2 separate regions of the Zea mays genome follow, and region 2 is linked to region 1. Evidence: chromatin contacts called from public Hi-C data. All regions are on one chromosome and are shown on one strand. Each heading gives the region's core, a stretch centred on a gene start, on an enhancer-like site or on the middle of the called end of the contact. The rest is flanking DNA. Distances are from core to core; before and after follow the strand shown.

Region 1 (4,863 bases), core at 1,090-3,589:
GATCCATGGATGCACCCTCTTCTTGGACCTCTCTGCTGGCTCCATCTCCAGCAGCTAGCGAGCTTGTTTCTCTGCGAAGATGGAAGGGAAAGCAAAGACGGTGCAGGAACAGAATGTCGAAGCAGCTTTTCAGATTAAATTTGTCTGAATGGAGATGAAATGCTTGTGGTTTAGAGTTTATTTATACATAATCGTCTCAAGGCGAGGAACCGTGGTACTGAAAAGGTTGACTACAGACGGGTTTGTGGCTGACACGACTGCTTTTGATAACCACTAGAATGCCAACCATCAGAAGTCAACAAAATGTCGCTGAACAGCACGTTGCATCTTATGAAAAAAAAGGAAAGGTTTACCTACGATTAAAATGTATAGAACAGTATAAACACTTTTCAAGCAAGAACAAAATGGCATACGAGGAAAGGTTTGCAGGCACTCTTTCTTGTTACTTTTACCTTTGCGAGGAGACAAGAAGAACAACCGGCAAAGAATGAAATTGGAGCAAAGAACCACTTATTACAATCTTATCGACACAGGCGGATCAGGTCATTTCCATTTGTACCAGCAAAGAACCACTTATTCAAATGTGCACATAGAAATCGAATGAAATTGAAGCACAAGTACTGGAGCAATAACAAGTTGCAAAAGGAGGCAGGGGCGTCGCCATCAGCATTGTGCCTTCAGTTAAGCGCGCGTCAGAATCATCCAGGTGGTGAAGAACTCGCAAAGCACGGCGTTGTCCATGAGCTTCGCCGCGTTCTTGGCCTTGCCGAGGCTGCGCCAGGCGTCTTCCACGAGCTGCCGCGCCGCCGACCACCACCCTTTCCCGCGCGGGGACTCGGGGAACTGCCACCGGAGGAAGTCCTCGGCCGCCGCGGCGGAGCTCAGCGCCAGCAGCTCGTTGTGGGCGTGGCAGACGGCCGCCTCCCAGAGGTCCATCCACCGCTCCCACGGCGCAAATTTCCTGGTGCTCGCCCAGTCTGCTCAAGTTCCCAGCGCCGGCCGAGAGCTCACGGGCGGCGCACTTCAATCCGGTCCGAGAGCTCTCTGGTGCGTTTCTGAAGCGAGGAGAAGGAGAGAAGGGACAAGACGGGAAAGCAGCGAGCACTCACGGCGCTGGGACGGCGGCTGTCTCAACGGTCCTAATCGTCGTTCACTACTGGTAATAGCGTGGTCATGTCCATTTTAAAGTGTGGGTTGTCCCCTAGTTTTCCATAATAGAGAATCCCTCGCCTACGCCTCCAAATCGTCGAAGCCGCATATGAGGACATCCATAATGGCAAATTTCTCAGGAAACACAGGTCGACAACAAATGGTAAACCAATAACATTATAGCAGTCCAAACAAACAATCGCTGCCACACCAATTCAAAGACCTGATGCTGTAAAATTAACCTTTTCGAAGACATGGTGCGGGTTGAAGACCACGGAGACCGAATCAGTGTGATGGATACGATTTATCTGAACGAAAACAAAATGAGTACGCCAGTAGATCTGGTACATGTTAATCAGAACCTTATAGTTTACGATAGGAAACTAGAAGCAAACGACGTGAAACGAATCAATATATGAAATAATAATGGGGTGTAGCAAAGCACGATGTCTCCATTCAGATCAAATCGAATCCACAAACAAGGGATGTATGGTGCAAACCCTAAAACCTTAACCGACACATATCAAAATGGTTCTACATAAGAACTTACGAGTTCGGGATTCAGATTGGAATAATTGCCGGCACAACCACCATCTTGAGCTCCGGCTCGTTGGCGGTAGTGTGCCGCCTCCCGTCGACTTGAAAGACAATGAACGCGTATCACATACAACAGAAGGGGTGCGTACGCCCGCAATGAGAAAGGGGGTGCGGATGGAGGCAAACAGGGGGAGCAGAGTGCCTTCCTATCGGTGATGGCGAGGGAGTCGGCGCGTCGCCTGCGGCAGAGGGCGGGTGGGTAAAACCCTATCACGTATACATGACACGGGAGTGACGGGCACGGAGGGCGGCTTATCCCCAAGCAGAAATTTGGTCGATTTTTAAGAGCCGTTGCGAGATGGTGTTTACTCGATGTGCGGTCGCCGGAAGCCATGTCAGAATGTGGCCGTTTGACACAACTTCGAGCATTTGACGGCCAGAAGCTGAGCCAAAGGGCCATGTTTGGTTTAGTTTTTTCTGACGAGCTTTTCTGATAATCTGGTTGTGGAGAGAATCTAATTATAAGAAAAAAATCTGAGTATCGTACGGAGGAAGATGACAAGTTTGACAATTCGTAGTAACTTTTGTTACCAGAAAACCCAAACAAACGCAGTCTACCTCGACAGTCGACACTCGAGAGTCGAGACCCTCTCCCAGCATCAACCCGCCCCGCGCTGCCCTCGTCCCGATCTCCGACCCAAATACCCGATCCACCATGGCCGGAATAAGGCTTACGCCCGAGGAACCCGAGATGCCCGTTGGCACGCCACCCCGCCCCCAGCTCCCACCCTTCGTCGCCGCGGCAGGCGGTGGCGGCGGAGGTCTGGAAATGGCGTCGGACGACGAGCGGTCCATTGCGGCGGATTCATGGTCAGTGCGGAGCGAGTACGGGAGCACGCTCGACGATGACCAGCGCTACGCCGACGCTGCTGAGGTGCTCGCCGCTTCCGCGTCCTCCGCCAACTTCCCCTCCGCCGCCTCCGATTACTGGTACGAGACCATTTTCTGCCGAATGGCCTCATCCGTGTGCGAATTGGATGCTACTGACCTCGAGATATAGATCTAGCAAATTGCGGGGATCCGACAATGCTTGATATCGTAGAGAGCTTGTTCGGGTTGTGGTCTCTTGTGGCTGCTGTTAGTACCTTTTGTTTTGTGCACAATGTTTTGTTATGTTTAGCATTGAATCTGTGGAAATTGAGGGAATATGATGGATGCCTTTTGGCAACTTGTCGATTAGTATCATTGAAGACAGTTGCATGCCCGATCTTATGTAATATTGTTCTTAATGTTCCGTGTTTATCAAGTACAGTCTATTAGTATAAAATTATAAAAAAACATACCTTTTCTTCAACTAACAGATACCCCCCCCCCCCCCCCCCCCCCAGATTGTCAACTTGACATGTAGCACTATCATAAGGGGGACTGAGACCAAGAGGCTGAGGTGTACCACTCCACACTTAATCTAAGGACCTGTTTGGTTCAACCATTTTAGACCCGTATCTATTCCCTCTCACAGCTGATGTCGTTCCTTGGAGTTTGGTTAGCGCACTCCGTAATTGATAGCAGCGTTATCGGATTCAAACAAAGGGCGGTAATCATTACTCTGCATCGGACAACACCGGCTACTCATCCCACTGTCGTTACCGCTCCTTTCACCCAACCAAACAGCACCTAAGTGGTATATGTCTGGTCTCTTTAATAGATACACCAAATTCTCCAGAGTCCAGATAATGTAATCCTATGGTACAATCTCTTGTTAGAGGTCAGATGAATCCTAGATCTGGCATACTCTGAATCTGTAATCGTGTGCAGATGGCAGGAATGGGAAACCTGGCTGTTGCCTGCCTATTTCTATCCTTCAATGTTTTTTACATGTATATTTAAATAGTTAACAAATATTTATCCTTTTTTAATGTGTTCTAAATAACCCTTCTATTGAGGCAGCTCTGATAAGGATGATCAAGATCCTGGTGATGTTGAAGGATCAATGCTGGGTCTTCAAAGTTATTGGGATGCTTCTTATTTGGAAGATCTTGCAAATTTTCAGGAACATGGGCACACTGGAGAAATATGGTAACCACATCACATCCTTGCTGATATCAACTATCAAAATATTCACTTATGAAAAAAGTGGCATATTTTTTTCATTGGTGCAATGAAGCCCAAGTTGTTTATGCTAACTTTGCCATTACTAGGGACATTACTTGAACTTTGAGTTGTCCAAGTATGGAATGGTTAGCGTAAAATATTTGGAGATGGTGTATCATTATTCTTGTTCATTATGATTACTATTAGCTACTGTTTTGTTAAGTTTGTTCAATAAATTTGTTTTGGTGCAATGTGCATATGTATATGTTCAAGAAAATGCATCTGAGTCACTGGGCATACTTGAATTCCCATCTTTGGCACACTAAACTCTGAATTCACATGACAAAATAGTATATCCTTCACTTATTTTATTAAGGCGGACTCTTTGTTTCTAGGCAATTATGATCTACGACCTTTTTCTTTACCTTTTGGCGTTTCCCTAGAATACTGAGATTGCAAGGGGAATTTTCTATTTTAGGTTGTTAATAGAACCTCCTGTTTGTAGGTTTGGTGCAGATGTAATGGACACAGTTGCTGTTTGGACGAAAAGTTTGTGTAACATTATTGAAGGCAAGATTCCATCTGGTCAAGACAACATCAAAAGTGAAGTCAATGAAAATTTATTCTCCAACTACCCTGTTCTTGATGTTGGAACTGGAAATGGTCTTCTTTTGCAAGCATTGGCTAAGCAGGGGTACTACCCAAATTTTCTCAATGATGTTTAATTAGCTTCCTGTTGGAACGTGGATTACTACGCAGGTAGTAGCTGAATGAGGTGGGAGGCTGAAGTTTTGGTTCTTAGGCTATGGCCAACAAATCGTGCATATGGTAGTGCAAAACACTGTTTTGCACTGTTTTCCATTGTACATTGTACTGTTTATAGAGTGGAGTTTGAAATAGGAGATGTAGACGAGTAAGCTGCTGGAGATAGCCTTAGCGATGGCAAGGTTGGGATGCATGCTGTTGCCCGATGTCTCTAGGGATGGTTTGCATGAGTAACAAAGAGAGTGGGAGAGATCTAATTAACTTGAGCGTAACCTTTCATTAACCAAAGAGTGACAATTTGTGACTAATAAAAACAAATCC
Region 2 (4,863 bases), core at 1,124-3,623, 570 kb after region 1:
CGGAGCTGCCTCGCATGAGGTGTGTCGAGGCTTGGCAACGATGACGCGTCGTGGTCTTCTTCCTTGCGCTGGTGTTTGGGTGTAGGCGTCGTCGAGTTCCTTTGGCAGTGTGTGGCTCGTCTTGGAAGTTGGAGCTGCTCGTCCCTTGTGTCCGAGCTTGGCAACGATGTCTCTAGATGGGTTTGGGGGGGGGGGGGGCTACCGTTGTCTAGGTTGTTTGTGGGGGCCTTCCGTCGGTTTCTCTACCGTGCGCTTTGTGTAGGTTTTGGCCCGATTTTCCTTAAAATCGGGTCAATTCCATTCTTCTTAATTGAGAGAAAAAGCTCCTGCCATTACGTTCCAAAAAAACATTCTACAATATACACACGAGAACTGGTTTTAACAGAAGTGCACATTCTAGATGCTTTTATTGAGGTATTGTTCCTACTACAAGGATTGATACATAGGTATACTTCCGAAAACAAAAAACAAGTTACTAGTACTTCAATTAGAGTCACGTTGTTTGCCTATACTAATGTGCACAATGGAAATTAGAATGAACACACATCATGTTTTCTGAAACAAAAAAATTTAGGTATGTAAACATTTATTTGATAGAAATTACCGCTGAATCAGCCTTGCTTGAACTTGGTTTTCCTTTCCTTACAGAACTGTTAGAGGCAGTTGATGATTTAACCACAGAGCCTCCTTTACTCCCATTAGGTTTTGAGCTTCGGCTAGGTGTTCCAGTCCTTGATGAACCACGTGCCCAGGCTCCATCTTGGGAGGATTTTCTTGCACTAGATTGACCTCTTGTTGGTCTTCGGGTCGGTGTATCCCTTGGTGGAGCCCACACATCAGGATCATCAAAAGGAGCTGGTGAAGATGTTGGATACTCGTCCAACGGTTGGAAAACAAATGATTTATTGGAGCGAATAGGAGGTGATGAGGACCGCCTCGTCCCAGGAGCTTCTTTAAGGGACTTTAATTGAGCATCCAACTGTTTCACACTTTCCACTTCTTCAGAGATTGCTTTCTTGCAGTTCATCCATTTCGTACGAACCAAAGCATCGTCCAAAGTAGTTAGATGCCTGTATGGTTAAAATTAACCTTAATAACACGGAACACAACGAAAAGACATTATCTAGGCTTTTAACTCATTTTCCTAGTTATTTTATCATTAAATAAGAAAGAATGTGAGCCCCCCCCCTCAGGATAGTGCTTCAAAGTTATTATCTGTCTAACAGTAACTTCGACAATATTCCACTGTTCTATTTTAGACACACCACACACTATTTTGAAATTTGCAGGACTAAAATAAAGCATACAGCTAGGGGCGTAGCCAGAATTTTTCCTTGGGGGAGGGGCGGGGGGGGGGGGGGGGGGGGGGGGGGGGGGCAACACATATATAACTATTGTTGTAATGCTAATAAATTGAATGATGTATATATACAATGGCCACTAGTAGTAACAATTAACACATACATACGCTACGCTAAGTACATAACAAATTTTAACTTATTATAAACTAACTCTTTTATTTTACCCATAGATATATAACGGCGCCTCCCTTGTCTACGACACTGCATAAAGCTGTTTCACACTTTTTTCACTTATTTGCCTGTACGGCCGTACTTTTCTGAGAGTTCATCCATTTTCTATGAATCAGAGGATCAACATGCACAGTGTATCCATCGTATACTAACATGAAGTACAAGGAAAAACACATTTTTTAGCTTTTAAATATCTTCGCACCAACAGTACTCAATTGTTACAATCATTTATCCTAATATGGATGCAAATCAATTATATTTTTATCATTTCACTTAAAAAATGCAAACTAAAAATAGGGATAGACCCAACAACATAGCCAACATTTCAGCAAAATGCGCCACAGAGCAAAACGACAACTGCTAAACTACTGAAAGCAGCAGTCGAAATGAAAACCGTTGCCGTGAGGCCAAACCCGCAGATCCGGGCGGGCTGGACGTCGCGATTCACACCCACTGATCGCCGATTCGCCGTAGTGGCCTGATAGCGATCGAATCCACGGCGTAATACGGCAACTGGGGAACCGGGGTCAGGGGATTATAGGAAGCTCACTTGTTGATCTGAGCAATGGCGCCGTCGAAGAAGATTATGGAGGTGTCGTATAGGCCCTCGAGCGCGTAATCCCGCGCAAGCTTGATGTGGTCCTGCAGCCCCGCGAGGGGATTCGCCATTTCCGCCGCCGCCGCGAAGATCCGGCGATAGGGTTCCCGAATCCCGACAAAATGCGTGGTGTGGGAAGAGACGAGCAGGAGCAGTTCGCCAGTTCGATGGAGAGAACGCGAGGGAGGCCGAGAGCTGTAGTAGGAGAGTGGTTTGGTTTGGTTTCGAAAATCGAAATTTTGGGGACGAAATGGACTTTCGGTTAGGCCTGTTTGAAACTAGAGCCGATAGATAGCGGCTGAAATTAGCGGCAGAGATTCCAACGCCTAGTAGTTAATACTTTAGCTAACAATTAGTTCGTTAGCTCCAACTAACAATTTATTAGTTGTGTTAACTCAAACATGACCTTATTTTGTTGTTATAGAATTCGTTTAAATGGTTTCTCCGTAATAGTATTAACATATTAGGCTTTCTATAATAGTAACGTATTTTGTGTCCATGGACATTTGATTCAGTTTTTCCCGATGAGCTTTTCTAAAATTTTGGTTATGAAAATAATCTGAGTATATGAAAATTACGTGTGTAGAAAGATAAAAAAGTCCACAATTTATGATATTGAAAATGACGATTTTCTATTACCACAATTACTTGATCGATTTTGGGTTCACATTGATTTTATAGACCGAAAAGCTAGACGTTGACAGTATCCAACAGATTTCGATGGCCAGAAGTGGAAAAAAACTAAGAGTCCGTAGCCATTGGATCTCCGTCTTGTGGTGTGGTGACCTGCTGTTTTGCATTTATCCCCTCCCAGCTACGACGTATTTCCAAAACACCTCCTAGCCTGATTTTTTTTATAAAAAAAAACAGACAGATCCATCCCCACATACAGCTTCATTCTCCTTACATACATCAATACATGCTACCAACGCTGCCAATTTATGGCCAGGCCGCCACCGCTGTTCGGCCACCTCGTCGGCAAGTCTTATGCCTAACTTTAAACCTCTACTCATATACGTTTGATAGAGATAACATCCGCGATAGCGTTTTCTAATGTGTTGCATTGAGTGATTGTATGGAGTGGCACTAGATGGTACACCAATTTATAGTGTGTTACATTAAATGATTGTATTAAGTGACACTAGATGGTTGAGTTGCAAGACAACGGTGCTACGGTGCTAGTTACCTCCTAGACAATTTGGAGATTGTGACTCCGTCAAAGCATGCAAGAAACTTATGTGTAGCACTAGAAAATTCATTACGAGGGTATCATGCTCACCCCACTTAAGACACGAAGAGATCTACAAAGCTACTTTAGGATCAATATAGCTCTTAGAAAGAGATCTACTAGAACACTTCTCTGATTAGATATTACTATATATGGGAGAAATCGAACATACATGAAATTTGCATAATTAGGACATATTTGAACTAAGTCTAGAAAACGAGAGGCTATTAATATTTGCCCATGCTCCACTGTGGGGGTCATAAGTCCTACTCTGTATTTCAGAAAATGTACATTGTACATGAAAAACACTTAGACATTGTTCGGTTATTTCTATCCCATGTGGATTAGATGAAATTAAAAAATATATGAAAGATTTTGACTTGTTTAGGATTTAAACCCACTCAATTCCACCCAATTCACATGAACTGAGAGCAAAACAAATGAGCCCTCATTAGGATCTAGGATTCCTCCCTTCGTCTATGTCGATGACCAGTAGATGGTCTGGCTTTGAACCATTCGGTCCCTCTTTGTACAACTTGGGCAAATATGCGTGGTATGCTGGTAGGTAGCGTGATACAAAATCCATAACCTGAAAGAACTACCAGCATTATATTTCTGTAGATAATCGACTTGTTCTAGAAAAAAAACTAAAGTTAATTGTTGGATAAATGAGTATATATGCTTCCTTTTTAAAATAAATGACATGAAAATGGTTTGCTGAAAGAAGAACATCGGTAACCAGTCAATCAGTAATTTTTCTTTCCACTACCATGACTTTAACAAATAATGTTCAAGGATAACGAAGGGGTCACTCTAAGGAGCGAATAGTTTTGTCAGAGAACGCACCTCCTCATCAGACATTCCAGGTTTTCCATCTGCTCTCATAGCTATCTCCGCCTGCAGTCCAAATACTAAACTCAGAAAGTGCAATTCATGGTTTGTTACAGAGTTCAGTAGCACCACTTGCCACTAGTCAGATTATTCGAGTAATGACCTGCAGCCTCCACTGATAGACAGAACTAGGTTCTCTTATTTTTATAACGATCCACGAGTCGATGAACCTGTCCCAAGCGTCATAGTATGCTTCAAGGTTGTTGTTAACCACCTCGAGCTGAAGGTGACAAAATTACTAAATAGTGTCATACTATTGCTTCAGGTAAGGTAAAAACAACAGAATCAGATAATTGCCTGGGGATCCACTGCTTTCACAACTTCATTTGGAAGAGGTTTAAATCCAAGCATCCATCCTTCAAAGAAAACAACCTAGGATAGCAAAGAAGACACACTTAAGTTGAGAATCACTTACACTTAGTCACTTACCAAACTAATTTTCCTCGACTAAACATGAGATTACCTCTAACGGCCCTTCAACCTCCGGCCACACAGAAGGATCAGCACGATCACCTCTTCCCCCAAAAGCAGACTACATGAACATGTGACATGTATCATGCAGCTGATCAGCTATAAGCCTATAAACATCAGCCAGAGGAACATTAACTGCACCC

Evidence for each region. Hi-C and Micro-C count contacts between places; a contact is called where the count stands out from the background.
Region 2: a contact with region 1 is called in a Hi-C map of ear, with 1.7 times the contacts expected there. The contact joins the promoter of LOC100283437 here to the promoter of LOC100274302 in region 1. A contact is called at or near these places in 2 of 25 Hi-C or Micro-C datasets (ear and tassel).

Annotation. Positions count from the first base shown.
Region 1 is chr3:213,052,996-213,057,858 of Zm-B73-REFERENCE-NAM-5.0, forward strand. LOC100274302 reads left to right here and starts at 2,340. Exons shown (of 6, transcript NM_001148665.1): 1 at 2,340-2,676; 2 at 3,634-3,762; 3 at 4,283-4,471. The coding sequence starts at 2,402. LOC103651336 reads right to left here and starts at 1,145. Exons shown (of 1, transcript XM_008676953.4): 1 at 411-1,145. The coding sequence starts at 936. The coding sequence ends at 682.
Region 2 is chr3:213,627,023-213,631,885 of Zm-B73-REFERENCE-NAM-5.0, forward strand. LOC100283437 reads right to left here and starts at 2,374. Exons shown (of 7, transcript NM_001156338.2): 1 at 2,083-2,374; 2 at 605-1,070. The coding sequence starts at 2,201. LOC103651345 (D-glycerate 3-kinase, chloroplastic-like) reads right to left here. Exons shown (of 12, transcript NM_001326531.1): 8 at 4,713-4,781; 9 at 4,547-4,621; 10 at 4,353-4,469; 11 at 4,205-4,255; 12 at 3,686-3,947. The coding sequence ends at 3,810.